3 separate regions of the Sus scrofa genome follow, and all the other regions are linked to region 1. The links are chromatin contacts, called in public Hi-C maps. All regions are on one chromosome and are shown on one strand. Each heading gives the region's core, a stretch centred on a gene start, on an enhancer-like site or on the middle of the called end of the contact. The rest is flanking DNA. Distances are from core to core; before and after follow the strand shown.

The links. Hi-C and Micro-C count contacts between places; a contact is called where the count stands out from the background.
Region 2: a contact with region 1 is called in a Hi-C map of embryonic fibroblasts, with 3 times the contacts expected there. The contact joins the promoter of PPOX here to the enhancer-like site in region 1. A contact is called at or near these places in 2 of 5 promoter capture datasets (fetal liver and liver), 3 of 47 Hi-C or Micro-C datasets (embryonic fibroblasts, epiblast stem cells and liver) and 2 of 2 datasets of contacts at active chromatin or transcription factors (alveolar macrophages and skeletal muscle).
Region 3: a Hi-C map of embryonic fibroblasts shows a contact between it and region 1, with 2.3 times the contacts expected there. The contact joins two enhancer-like sites. A contact is called at or near these places in 1 of 47 Hi-C or Micro-C datasets (embryonic fibroblasts) and 1 of 2 datasets of contacts at active chromatin or transcription factors (alveolar macrophages).

The regions. Positions count from the first base shown.
Region 1 is chr4:89,116,902-89,121,275 of Sscrofa11.1, forward strand. All of the region lies in intron 1 of CFAP126 (protein Flattop), which reads left to right. Among named protein-coding and RNA genes, the nearest start is that of CFAP126, 11 kb to the left of the region's middle. Within about 2 kb of position 3,125, at least 12 of the 83 cell types and tissues checked have an H3K27ac peak or open chromatin away from gene starts, as enhancers often do. A contact at or near this core is called in alveolar macrophages and embryonic fibroblasts, where this site is marked.
Region 2 is chr4:89,287,037-89,291,224 of Sscrofa11.1, forward strand. It overlaps PPOX (protoporphyrinogen oxidase), which reads right to left and starts at 1,889. Exons shown (of 13, transcript XR_002343378.1): 1 at 1,288-1,889; 2 at 752-846; 3 at 485-619; 4 at 234-349; 5 at 1-47. It overlaps USP21 (ubiquitin carboxyl-terminal hydrolase 21), which reads right to left. Exons shown (of 13, transcript XM_001927782.6): 7 at 4,171-4,188; 8 at 3,812-3,915; 9 at 3,543-3,629; 10 at 3,171-3,249; 11 at 2,834-2,941; 12 at 2,612-2,726; 13 at 2,020-2,392. The coding sequence ends at 2,302.
Region 3 is chr4:89,360,319-89,364,840 of Sscrofa11.1, forward strand. All of the region lies in intron 1 of NECTIN4 (nectin-4), which reads left to right. Among named protein-coding and RNA genes, the nearest start is that of NECTIN4, 5.6 kb to the left of the region's middle. Within about 2 kb of position 2,498, at least 23 of the 83 cell types and tissues checked have an H3K27ac peak or open chromatin away from gene starts, as enhancers often do. A contact at or near this core is called in alveolar macrophages and embryonic fibroblasts, where this site is marked.

The DNA.
Region 1 (4,374 bases), core at 1,875-4,374:
CACAAGCTATGGCATAGGTCGCTAATGCTGCCCCAATCTGGTGTGGCTGTGGCATAGGCTGGCAGCTGTGGCTCTGATTCAATGCCTTCCATATGCCCTAAGTGCAGCCCTAAAAAGAAAAAAAAGCTGGAAAGGAACTTAGAAACTAACTCTTTCATTCATTAAAGGAAGAGGAAACTGAATCTCATAGAAGCTAAACAAGATGCTCAAAGGCACACTGGTTAGTAATTGGCATAAGATGGAACATGACTTGCTAATCTAGTGGTCTCTTTACTCATCACATTACCTTTCAAGTAAAGGGGGAAAACATAATAATACCATGTATCTTCCCTACTTACACTATTTCAAGTTTTTTTTTAATCTTTTTTGGGGCTCTACTCACAGCATATGTAGGTTCCCAGGCTTAGGGGCTGAATCAGAGCTGTAGCTGCTGGCCTACACCACAACTCATGGCCACACCAGATCCTTAACCCACTGAGCAAGGCCAGGGATCAGACTCCTGTCCTTGGGTTTGTTAACCACTGAGCCATAACGGGAACTCCTCCATATTTATACTATTTTGAAATCTTAATTTATCTTTCTTTACAGCAATCCTGTGAAGTGGCAGGGTAGATGTTATTGTCCTTCATTTGTGAAATTAAGGCAGTGAAATACTGGGAGTGGGATGACTTGTCCAGGGCCATACCTAGTTGGTAATAATATTAGACCTAAGAATAAAAGTTTTTGGTTCCTTTGTGGCAGCAGCAGCAGGTTAAGGATCTGACATTGTCATTGCAGAGGTTCAGGTCACTGCTGTGGCATAGGTTTGACCCTGGCCTGGGAACATCTGCATGCTACAAGTGCAGCCACAAAAAATTAAAAAAAAAAAAAGCTCTTGGAGTTCTTGTCATGGCTCAGCGGAAATGAATCTGACTAGTATCTATGAGGACGAAGATTCGATCCCTGGCCTCACTCAATGGGTTAAGGATCCAGAGTTGCCGGGAGCTGTGGTGTAGGTCACAGACACGGCTCAGCTATGGCGTTGCTGTGGCTGTGGTGTAGGCCAAAGGCTACAGCTCCGATTCGACCCCTAGCCTAGGAACCTCCATATGCCACAGGTGCAGCCCTAAAAAGCAAAAAAAAAAAAAAAAAAATTTCAGCTGAGAAAACTCCTGATACGCTCCATGAAAATTAAGTCCAGTGGTCAAGTAAATTGAAGAAATGTTCGATATTACATCTCCTTTCAACTCTTGAAGAGTTTCAATGTACACTAGGAAATTAAACATCTGAGACTTCCCATAGGAAAGAAACCTGTTTTGTTGCATTTATCTAATCAGATTAAATAAAAGCTTGAGATTTCAGATTTCAGGGTTTGGACTTTCAGGAACAGGCCAGTTTGGGAGTTTGGACTTTGCCTACTTTCTGACAGAAGAAGAGGGTAAAATCTGGGAATGGTCTGAGGCAATATGTTCTCAGAGAAGAGGTACAAATGATGCTTGAGTGATTTATGCATGTACAAAGGAGGGACACAGAGCTCTGGAGAGAGATGTTCCTCCTGGTACTTGTCAAAATGACACATGACACCTTATCCTAGTGTCATTCAGTGGCGCCTAGTTTTATTACTTCTTGGCTGTCTTCAGTAAATTCACATTACCACATAAATTTTTTTTTTGTTACTGTGGTAAAATACACGTAACATAAAATTTACCATCTTAACTCTTTTAAAGTGCTGTTTAAACTACATTCATATTGTTATGCAACCATCACTGTTACCAATTTCCAGAATTCTCTTCATCTTGCAAAACTGAAACTTTGTAACTATTAAACAATAACTGATTCTTCCTGCCCCCCAGTAGAATTCTATTTTCTGTATCTATGATGTTTGATCACTCTAAGTACTTCATATAAATGGAATGTGTCTTTTTGTGATAGGCTTATTTAGCATATCTTCAGGGCTCATCCAATGCTCACCCAATGTTGTAGTAGTATGTCAGAATTTCACGATTTTCTAAGGCTGAAAATATTTCATTGTATAAGGCTCACGTTACTTTTTGTCACATTAAGAACCTTGGCCTTTAGCAACAAGTTTCTTATATTTTGCACTCAGGAAGGGTCACCACACCTAGGTAGGCCATTTTTTTCCCTCTAGGATCTCAATTCACCTCTTAAAGGGAGGAAGTGAGGCAGAACAGAGAAAGATGTGGCAATGGGCTGAAATGATTATTCAAATGAATAAGTTCCTGGACAGTATTCTCAGGCTAGACACGTAGGAGAGCTGAATTAAGGAGTTAGATTTTAGAGGACCAGAAAATGAACCTAAAAAACTAGGCTGTTTTTTAGTGTTCATTTCTTTTTGTATTCTTATGTAAAAACTGTAGAGGAGACTGAGATACATGCTGAGGTGGCAACCCTCAAAAGTTCTCTACAGAGGGTAAGACCACAGTGCGCCAGAGCATGGGAGGAAGAATGGCACATACTTTTAGAAATTGGAGCAGATGTGAGGAGAGGTTCTCCTCTAAAGGACTTTTCCTCAGTAGTTTCCGCTATGTGAGGTCAGATGAGACCTAGGATAGCCCAGAACACCAGGACTCTCCCCTCATACCCCCAGAGGCCACTTTCAATGTGGGCTAGTCTTTGACTCTCCTCTCCTTGCCAGGAACTGGGGAGCCTGTGCCAGGGCCTTTCCCCATGATCGGTCTCTGAGAAGGCAGAGCTTTCACACATCTGACCTTAATGGTCAGTGGGACTCTGGGAAAGTCCTGAGAGATGAGCGAGGTGCCTGAGTTCACCCCCATCACACCTTACCTGGCTCAGGAAAAATCACCCATCTACTCATCACTATTTCTGGCCAGAGTTTCTCCCTAAGGCAATGCCCTGGGGGGAGCTACTTCCCTGAGTACACAGTGATGTTGTCATATTAATCACGTCTTTCTGGGCAGAAGTGGTGGCAATCTTCCAACAGGAATTTGTAGTTCCTTCCCCATTCTGAGTTGAATAACCAAAGTTTCTTGGCTCTTAGAGCCTCTCATATCTCTCACCACCACCAGAAACCACACACACCCCCCACCCCTCACTTCCTTCTAAAATTTGCTTCTGTCCTTGACTCTTTGCTATCCCATCTTCCACTACGTCCTTCTTCTCATGACTCTAATACTTATGTAATTTAAGGATTTGGCAGCAAGAGACAGTCAGTGTAGGGTGTGGGGGGGACTAGTTGTAAAACTAATCTCCACTAGAGGGAGACTTAGCCTTAAGAAAGAAAACTGGGTATGAAATTTGTGATGTTGAGAGGGAGCAGAGGTATTAACTCATTTATATAGCGTTTGTATTTAGCCAACTATCTCTTTATAAAAAACTACTGTGATAATTTATTGGTTTATTTTAGGAATTACTTTTGTTTTTACTTAATTTTATTTTATAATTATGTAAAATATTTACATGGTTCTAAAATCAACTATGGGATTTCCTGCTGTGGTTCAGTGGTTTAAGGATCTGGCATCACTGCAGCTGCTGTGTGGGTCTCGGGTGTGGCTCGGATTTCATCCCTGACCTCTGGGGAATTTCCATATGCTGAGAGTGTGGGAGAAAGAAAGAAAGAAAGAAAGAAAGAAAGAAAGAGGGAGGAAGGAAGGAAACTCTGCAAAACAAGGTATATTCAAAGAAGTTTATCTTCTGCCCTTTTCCACTTTATTTAAAGTCTTTCCACTTTATTTTTTCTCTCTCCCTAAAGGGAGAAAAATATCTCTTATTTTTCCATCGTTTTTCTGTTAGAAACACATATTTATATCTGAACATAATAGGACACTACTCACATGTGCTACATCTTGCTCTTTTCACTTACAAGTATTTCTTGGAGATTGCTCCAGAGCAGCATCTTCCTCATTACTTTTTATGGCTGCATAGTACTCCATTGTGTGGAGATACCATGGTTATTACTGATAGACATTTGGGTTGTTTCCAGCCTGTAGCTGTTACAAATAATGCTACATTTAATAGTGCACATTTCTTTTCTTATTTATTTATTTATTTGCCAGAATAGCTTTGGGATAGATTTCTAGAAGTGGGATTGCTTAATAAAAAGACACTGAGGAGTTCCCCTTGTGGCTCAGTGGTAACTAATCTAACTGATATCCATGAAGAAGTGTGTTTGATCCTCCATCAGTGGGTTAAGGATCTGGCATTGCCGTGAGCTGTGGTGTAGGTTGTAGACGTGACTCAGACCTGCGTTGCTGTGGCTGTGGTATAGGGCACAGATATAGCTCTGATTTGACCCCTAGCCTGGGAACTTCCATATGCCAGGGTTGTGCCCCCCTCAAAAAAAAAGCCTGTTTCCTCACAGACTGACAAACAGAGCATGTTATCAAAGTTTTGGATGTATATACATACTCTCATATG
Region 2 (4,188 bases), core at 639-3,138, 170 kb after region 1:
CCCAAAACAGAGGTTTGGAGAAGGGAGGTGAACGGCAGAATAGCCCCCTGCATGGAGAAGCCATAGTGAAAAGCAAGCTCTGATTTACCACCCCAGCTCCAGAAGGTCATTTCCATTCCTTTGGTCCCTTTAGCTGGGAGGGCTGACAGTCTGGGAGGTGAGGAAATGGACGAGATGTGAGGTTTGGGGCGGGGGGAAGTAGAAGGAGGGCAGTAAGGAGGTGGTAGTGTTACCTGAAGCCAGAGGGCAGGGGATGCAGGGCACCATCTACATACAGGAACCTGTTCTTGGAAGCTGGATGGTCTCCCCGGACAGGTAACACTTCTGAGTCCAAACCAAGCTCAGAAACCTGCTCTCCACATGATCCCAAGAAGAGAAGAAACTAGGGAAATGACTGACCACCAAAGCTACTTCCTTCCCTTGACACTACGCTCTAGTGAAGGCCCCTCCACAGCCTCTCCTAGGCGTTCCACAAGCCGCTCACCATGAGCAGGGTCCGGGCTCCCAGGGCTCCAGCAGGCCGAATTCCTCGAGGTCCAAGTTCAAAAACAGCACCATCTGGCCCTCGTATTGAGCGGATCCAGCCGCCTAGGCGCTCGCTGCCCTCCACCAAGACCACCTGGGGACAAATCAGAAACACACTGCAGCGGGGTAAAGGATCAGGAGGCGAAAGGGTCAGCGCATTACCTCGTGCTGGAAATGGGAGAGGAATATTAAAGGAAGCTCCCTCCGGGTCGGTGGAGGCACTCACCTTGGGGGGACAAGGGGCCCGGCTCAGATGGTAACTGGCGGCCAGGCCGCTGATGCCTCCACCCAGCACGACCACGGTCCGGCCCATGGGGAAGCCTAGGGTAGAGAAGGCGATATGGACAGGCTGACCAGAAGCACCCTGTTCTCCAGACACCCTGCGGGTTCCGCATTCCATCCTCGGCCATTCATTGCTTTAGGGGAAACTAAGGGCTCGGGGATGGGGTGGTGGAACTGTGAGGTCCCCGCCCAGGGCCTCGGACTCACCCACGAGAGGGACAAGAAAAATGAGGGGAGGAGGAGGTAGAGGTCTCAAGACATCACCCAGCCGGCTCCGCGGGGAAGTGGATAAGGGCCACACCCACGCTATCTGCCAGCACAGGGCTGGGGGCACCGACTGGCCGCCAGGGCTAAGAAGCGCGTTTTCTCTCCCACCCCTCGCTAGGCCTAGTGTTTTCAGTCCGCGGCCTCCGCCCCCAAGATTTTCGGTCTCTCCGACTCTCCGTCCACACTATTCTCGCGGCACGATCCTAACCTTACCTTTCCTGCTCCCGGATTGGTGGGTTCTGGAAGGCCCCGGATCACATTCACCAATGAAAACACTGAACCGGCAGCGACTCCTCCTCCCTCAGAGGCGGTGGGGCAACCCTTGTAGAAGGCCGGGGAGCTGGAGGTTAACCGGTTCGGTGCCAGGTTGGAGAGAGCGGCCATATTCGGTACTGCCCTCCCCTCAGGGCTGGAGCGGCAAGAGCAGAATCCTGGTTAACATTCCCCAGCTCAAGTTTGCCAGGTCCAGCTAGGGTTGGAACCCTGGAGGAAGGTCCTCATGAGTCTTGGTTGTAGGGAGAGTAGACAGGGACACTGGAGGCTGGTCCCCGGGGAGGTGGCTCCATAAACAGCTCCTTGATGTTAGCAACAGCCTGGGCCTACGGGAGCTAGGGCGCCCCGGCAACGTACCGTGTTTGTCAACAGGGGTCCTTGGGTGCTTTGCTCTCGCGGGGCAGGCCCCTACGCCGGCAAACCCCGTCGACCCAGTGCCTGCACTCTGGATCCAGGCCTCCCTGCAGCCTTCATTTCCTCCCAATGTAAACCTTCACCGCTTTGGCAAACTTGGGCATCAACGCGTCCCGATCCTGCATCCCCATCCCCACCCTCAGCCTCACGGCTCCGAGCGCCCCCCATCGTTTAGAAAGGGAACTGAGTGCCAGGAAAACTACCCATTCGGCCCAGTTCTATATCTCCACTCGCTAGGCACAAATACAAAGAACATCATTTTTTTTCTTAATAAATTTATTCACAAAAAAGTGAGACTGCAGAGGGTGTGGGGACTGTACACGGGCAGGGCCTAGGGAGCTCTGTACATGGGGCTGGGAGACAAGGGAGCCTCCAGGTGGAAGGGTACTTTTTAATAAAAAAAATAATAGGAGGTACAACCACCCCCTCCCCCCTCCCCGATTAAAAAGACACAAAAATAGACGTCTCTGAGGTAAATGGGGAGCCTGGGGCTTAAGGGTGTTGAAAGGATTTCACAGGTGCCAGGGATTAAAAGGGAGGTCACAGGCACCGGGGTGGCTCCTGCATCAGTTGGTAGAACAGCACGTAGCCCTCACTGGATGCCACCTGGTTTTCACTGACAGGGGAGACACTAGGAAGAAGGGAGATGGGGAAGGAGGTGTGATCTTTCCTGTATAGACCCTCCTCCCCACAAGATCAACATCACAGTATCCGGGTGGTGCCTAGGAAAGACACCGCCCCCACACCCCCAATCCCACATCTCCTTTCAGTAGGCACTGTCTCCTGGGGCTTCTTCATACTGGGGAAAGGTGTCAAGGCTGCAGCAGGAATGGGGCAAGGCTGTTCTCACCGAGAGTCATTGTAGACATGCCAACCAGTCTGGCACCGGCACAGGGCTGTGTAGTGGCCATAGTGGACGCTGCCCGAGTGGTTGCAAAGGGCATACAGCTGATATATGGGGCTTCCTTCAGGGTTAGAGATGACCAAATTCTATAGTTAGAGCTGTGCCCTGCTCCGCCATTCTCTCCCTCCCCTTCATGGAACTCCTCAGGACCCTCCTTCCCAGACTCACCGGCTTTGTCACTGGCAAAGTCCCCTAGGCTCAGTCGCTGCAGTGGGAAGTCTACACCTACTGAACTTTTCTTAATGGAGCCTCGGGAGGCAGAAAATCGATTAAGATCTAAGTTCTGGTTAAGGAGAATTTGGGAGGCAGAGGGCCTCTGAGGGGGCTGGGGAACTGAATGTTGTCTACTCCCCTCCCTGAACACACACTGGGAGCACAGGAGGGAAAGATGGAGTGGCAGCCTTTTCCTAAGGCAAACCGAATCCCCAAATGTCCAGCCTCTGCAAACTTGGAGAATGAGGAAAAAGAATGAATGGGAGAAATAAGAATTTGAAGATTAGGATACGGAGCACGAGGATTCGGGGGAATCTTTGTACTGTCAACTTTTTAGTACTTCGTGTTTTCTGCCGACATCGGTCACACACCTGAATAAATGTCAAATAATGTTATAAGGTTAATGTGCTCCTCACCTCCGTTGTCTTTTCCAATACCCTGACTCACATAAATTTACTGTGCTCCCTATTACTTCTGTGTTCTCTGGGCCACTGCCCTTTGCCCTGACAGATCAGGACATATCTGAAAAATACTCCTACACAAATCTTTACATATAAGTGTTACTCCTCATACTAAGGCATCATGCAACCCCTTTTACCCACATGGAGCCTCCCCCACCTCCGGTATCCCACCCTTACTATATCCCTTGTGAACCTCCACATACTGGGGCATTCTCCGATTCTAGCTCTTCTTCCTTGGTGAAAAGGCTGAAACAATCCCGCAGAGACACCTTGCCCCCAGCAAATCCTTTCTGGGGGGAAAGGGGAGTGAAGGGTCAGCATGTTCTGAATTTCCTTTTCCAACTCTTCTCAATTAACCCAAGCTTCGATTCTTCTCCAGAGACCCACATGGTTCCCTCCCACACTGGGGGTGGGTAGGGTTGGGTCATAGAACCCATGTCCCATCCACCCCCGGAATCCTCTGGAATCCCACCTTGGGGATGGGCAGGGACAGGTCACAAAAAACCTCGAAGGTCGTGGAGCGATACCCACAGGCCTGGCACTTGAGACAACTTTTCAACTGGCCCACAAACAGGTCTAGATAGAAGCAAAGGGGCAGGAGAAAAAGTCACTGTGGGATGCCCGAGATGCTTTCTGGCATTCCTGTCGCTTCCCAGCCCTTTGCCTGACCCTTCTTTCCCATCGCCAACTCTCCCCTCTTAACTCTCCCCTCTTAACTTTTCCACATTTTCATCATCTTATTCCCAGACCCCTCGACAGTCTTGATTTTTTCCTGCCAAGTCTTCACCCCCACACATGAATTTTCCCCCATCACTTTGTCTTGTTCCATACCCACAATCTTGCTGTCCT
Region 3 (4,522 bases), core at 1,248-3,747, 240 kb after region 1:
GAGGGAAGGGAGGAGAGCAGCCTAGAGATGGATCTGGGAACGGAATCAAAAATGCAAAGGTCAAGTTCAGACCCAGGGTCAGCCACCAAGCCTCTTGGGGGAGGGCTGTGCAGGGGATGGTCAGGATCACTCTCTCTCGCTGGACCAGGGAGCCTCTGACCTCAGAAGATTTCCCCTTGGTTTTCAAGCCACCCTCCTCCCCCCTTGCCTTTGAAACTGAATGGCGAGTCCTGAGAGCTGGGTTGAGGCTGTGATTTGGGGTGGGGCAAAGCTGGCCACACTTGCAGGGTTGTGAGGGGGTGGATGTGGGGGCTTGGTTGTCAGGACTGGAGGGGAGGGTTAGGATCTCAGGAGTTTGGGAGAAGCTGAATTCTGGGTCTCCCACCCACAGTGTGGCTGTTGTGGTGACTCAGCCAGGCTCAGACTCTGGCTCCGGGGGGTTTAGGGGACTTATCTGTGCTGGGAGCTGTGTCTGGGCCAGAGCTGGGGCTGCCTCAAGGCCTGTCCTCCCCCATTGTTCTCACCTCCTTTTGTGATTGGTGTGGCCCCCCTCCCCAGCCACTAATCTGTGGTGGGCGCTTTGCCCAGGGTTGGGAAGCTCTCACTAAGCTGGGGGGCTTAGGACAATGGGGGGTAAGCAAGGGAGGTGGATGAAGACAGAGGGAAAATCTGCCGGTTTTCAAAGTTCCTTAGCACTCCAAGACCAAGGTTACTAGGGGGAAGGATGGAAGAAAAAAATGTGCTGGGTTGTTTATGTCACCTGTCCTGAATGGTGGGGGCTTCAGGGCTCCCCTCCCCTCCTTTCTTACCCCAAGCTTGCCTGAGTATTCCAGCTCTCTCTGATGGAAGCTGTAGCTGTGGGGTGAGGGGAGGCAAGAGTTAATAAACAAAGGAGAATGAGACCCTAGACAGCTTGGACCCCTCCCTCTAGCCCCAGGCAGGCTTCCCCCCCACCCCAAACCTACACCAGACAACCCTCACCCCAGACCTGGAGCTAGAGCTGGTTTTTCTGGTGGTGGCAGCAGCAGAGGTCTGACAGAGATTCCCAGGGAGAGGCCTCCTTGGGGGGCCAAAGGAGTTGGGGGGCCCTAGGGCGTGGCTAGGGGGTGAAAAGGGTGGGGGTGGGGGTCCTTCTAGTAGGAACCTGAGGAGCAAGGATAGAGAGAGCTTTTGTTTTGTTCTGCTGGGGAGTCCTTGATGGCAATTTCCCATCACCCGGAGGGACAGTGACCTCATCTCTGGGTACCTCCACCTGAGATGAATCTGCCCTTAAGTCTGAGGTAGGGAAGGGGGGAGGGATGCCCGGGCGACACTCCAGACAGGCGCAGAGGCAAAGGCGCAGAGCCACACACCGCTGACCAAAGGCAGCTGAGGCAGACAGCCATGCGGAAGCCAAGAGAAACCGACATCAAAATATTTACTATGTGTGCACATTCGCGCACACACACCATTCCATAGCTCCTTCTGGATGCAGACGAGACACGCACGCTGCTGAAGATGAGACAGGAACACATATGTGTGCAAAACATCTGCAAGTTCATGCAAAGAGCCTCTCAAGCATGGCAACCAGCACTGAGACTCACCAGGCCCCCCCTCACCCAAAGATGTACATTCAGACACAAAAGGCTCATGCTTATTCCCTTCCTCCTCCTCAGAGGCCCGTCTCTAAGAACCCCTTCCTGTACCCCTATAGGCACTAATGCTGATGGAGAAAGACCCCTCAGAAAGAAAAGCCTCCTTCCCTGGAGTGTGTGTGTGTGTGTGGGGGGGTGTTTGTGTGTGTGCGCTTTTTAGGGCTGCACGTGCAGCATATGGAAGACATGGAAGTTCCCAGGCTAGGGGACAAATCGGAGCTGCAGCTGCCAGCCTACACCACAGCCACAGCAATGCCAGATCCTTAACCCACTGAGCGAGGCCAGGGATCGAACCTGCATCCTCATGTTTACTAGTCAGGTTCGTTACCACTGAGCCATAACCGGAACTCCCCGGAGAGGCTTTTATTGGCACCTGCCAGCCTCAGTTTCCCCTCCTGAGCTCAGAGGCTGGGCCTCATGCAGATAGGAAAGTTAGGACCCAGGCACAGGGCGGGGAGCAGGCAGCCAGCCCAAGCCAGAAACGGAGGGCCTGTCTGGGAGCAGGCGGGGTACACAGAGGGCAGGGCCCCAAAGAGGCCCATGGGGGCCTGGCCAGGGGTGGGGGAGGCTGAGGGCAGGGATCCCGTCCGGCCAGTTAGGCCTGTTCTCTCCCTTGCGCAAGGTGGTGGCTGGTGGCGGCTGTGGCTAGGCCTGCTGTGCAGCAGGGGCTGAATCACCAAGCCTCCTGACCAGCGTTCTGGTGCTCCCAGGAGGAGGGTTGGGGAGGGTCAGAGGGAGGAACACCCAGCCAGCCGAGTCCACCAGCCTCAGCAAACAATTTGCAGCAGAAGGGTCTGTGGGCCTGGCCTGGCCACTACATGCCCGCAGGGTGACCTCACCAGGCAGGCGGTGTGTCTCCTTGGCTCTGGTGACATCATCATGCTGACGCCGGGCGGGCACTGGGTGGGGGAGAGAAGGAGGAGGCAGTCCTGGCCTGCCCTACCCTGGGAGTCTGAGCTTCTGGGTCCAGGGAGCCCAGGACAGGGATTCTAGAGCCCAAGTTCTCTTTTCCTTCTCTTGCAGTGTGTGTGTGTGTGTGTGTGTGTGTGTGTGTGTGTGTGTGTGTGTAACTGAAGGAGGAGATTGCTCAAGCTGAGAAGCTCCCACTAAATAGTGGATTTAGGACAATGGGGGGCTGGGGGAGGGACCCAGGAGGGACTTTCCTGTTTTACTTGGGTTCCTCATCCTGCAAAGCTTGGCCTTATCATTTGGGACAACAGGGATCTTGGACCCACAGGTAGGGATGAGGAGGATTGGATGCCCTGAGAAGGTACATTTCGGGGGGCAATGTAGGCAATCAGTGGTGGGAAGGGGCCCGCTGGTTGGCCAGAGTAGGGATGGGGATGGAAACTATGCCATCTGACATTGTCCCAGAAGTAGTCTTTGGAAGGGTTTGAGTGTCCCAGGGGAGCAGGGCTTGGGCTCCCTCTGGCCTGCATGGATGCTAGTGTTTGAAGCAGAGGATCAACCAGGAAGCCCCTATCTCAAGCCCACCTACAGCCCTTCCTTGGCAGCCCTGCTCCCTCCAGTGCCAGGAGGAGGTGCCTGGGAGGGGTGCGGGTGGTTAGCTGGACTCCCAGGCTGGGCAGGGTGGGACCAACATCAGCTTAGGCAGGTCAGGGCCCTGGTATCTGGCCCTGCAGGTCTGTCCCGTCCTGTTTGGGCCCTCCCAGCTCTCAACAGCATCCTCCCTTCCTCCTCCCCTGCCAGCAGGGCCATGGGACCCCCTTCCTCTGCCTCATGCTCTGCCTCACTGGAACTACCTGGTCCACTCTAGTGGGGTTTGCTTTCTCCCCCCATGCCTGCCCCCCTTCATCCCCTTCCTTCTCCCTGTGTCCAGTCTGGAGGTACACACATTGGCAGAGAACCCTACTAGCCAGCCTATCCTGTTTCCACCCCTCCGGTTGCTATGCCAACCCCCTCCCTGCCCAGCCCAACTCGACTGCTTATTCCTCCTCGATCTACACTTTCTTTCTTCCGTCTGTCTCATTCATTCATTCACCCACTCATTCACAGATTTGGTCAGTCAATAAACATTAATTGAGTGTCGATTATATGCCAGGAAGGCACACACTGAGCACAACCCCAGAAACCATGTTTCGCTATGTGATGTGAGACCCAGTTTCTATACCTAAGGTTCTCAGTCTGGTGGAAGAGGCAGACAAGAAAACAGCAACTACAATCTGTGGTTGTAAATTCCTATGATGGGTCAAAGCAGGGTGCTAGAAGAGAGCAGATCCTGTGATGGGTCAAAGCAGGGTGCTAGAAGAGAACAGCGGACAGGCACCTAACCTTGCCTTAGGTGGGGGTGGGGAGAGGGAGGACTCCAGGAGGAACTGATGTCTAAGCGGAGTCTTCAGAGATGAGTAGGAGTTATCCAGACAGTGATGAGTAGGAGCTACCAGACATAGGGAGGAGGGTGTTCCGGGCAGGAGCACAGTGTGAGCGAGGGGAGGGCCAGCAGGGCGTGTGAAGTGCTGGTCTCAGGCAGGAGCTTTGAACTCTTGCGAGTTGCTGGATATGCCTTCCAAGGCAAGGAGCTCTCGCCATCCAAAAGAGCTTTCACTCTGTCCCCAGCCTCCCGCCGTCAGCCCTATGTTTCCCAGGCTTTTTTTCCCACAACTCCATATTTCTTTCTTCCTAGCTAGGAACTTCCCTGGCCCTGCTTCCCTCATCCTAGAAACCTAAGAGTTGTCTTGGGTCTTTCCTCTCTCTTTCTGGGCAAGGTCCAAATCCTGCCTAGTTTCCTGCAGGAACTGTCCCCTCCTCTCAGCCCCAGCAGCACCACAGGATGGCAGCTGCATGTTCCTCTTGAGTCTCCTGTCCCTAGTGTCACCACTTTCTAGTTGGAGGGCACATGCCTACTGGCTTCATGCTCTAGGGACTCC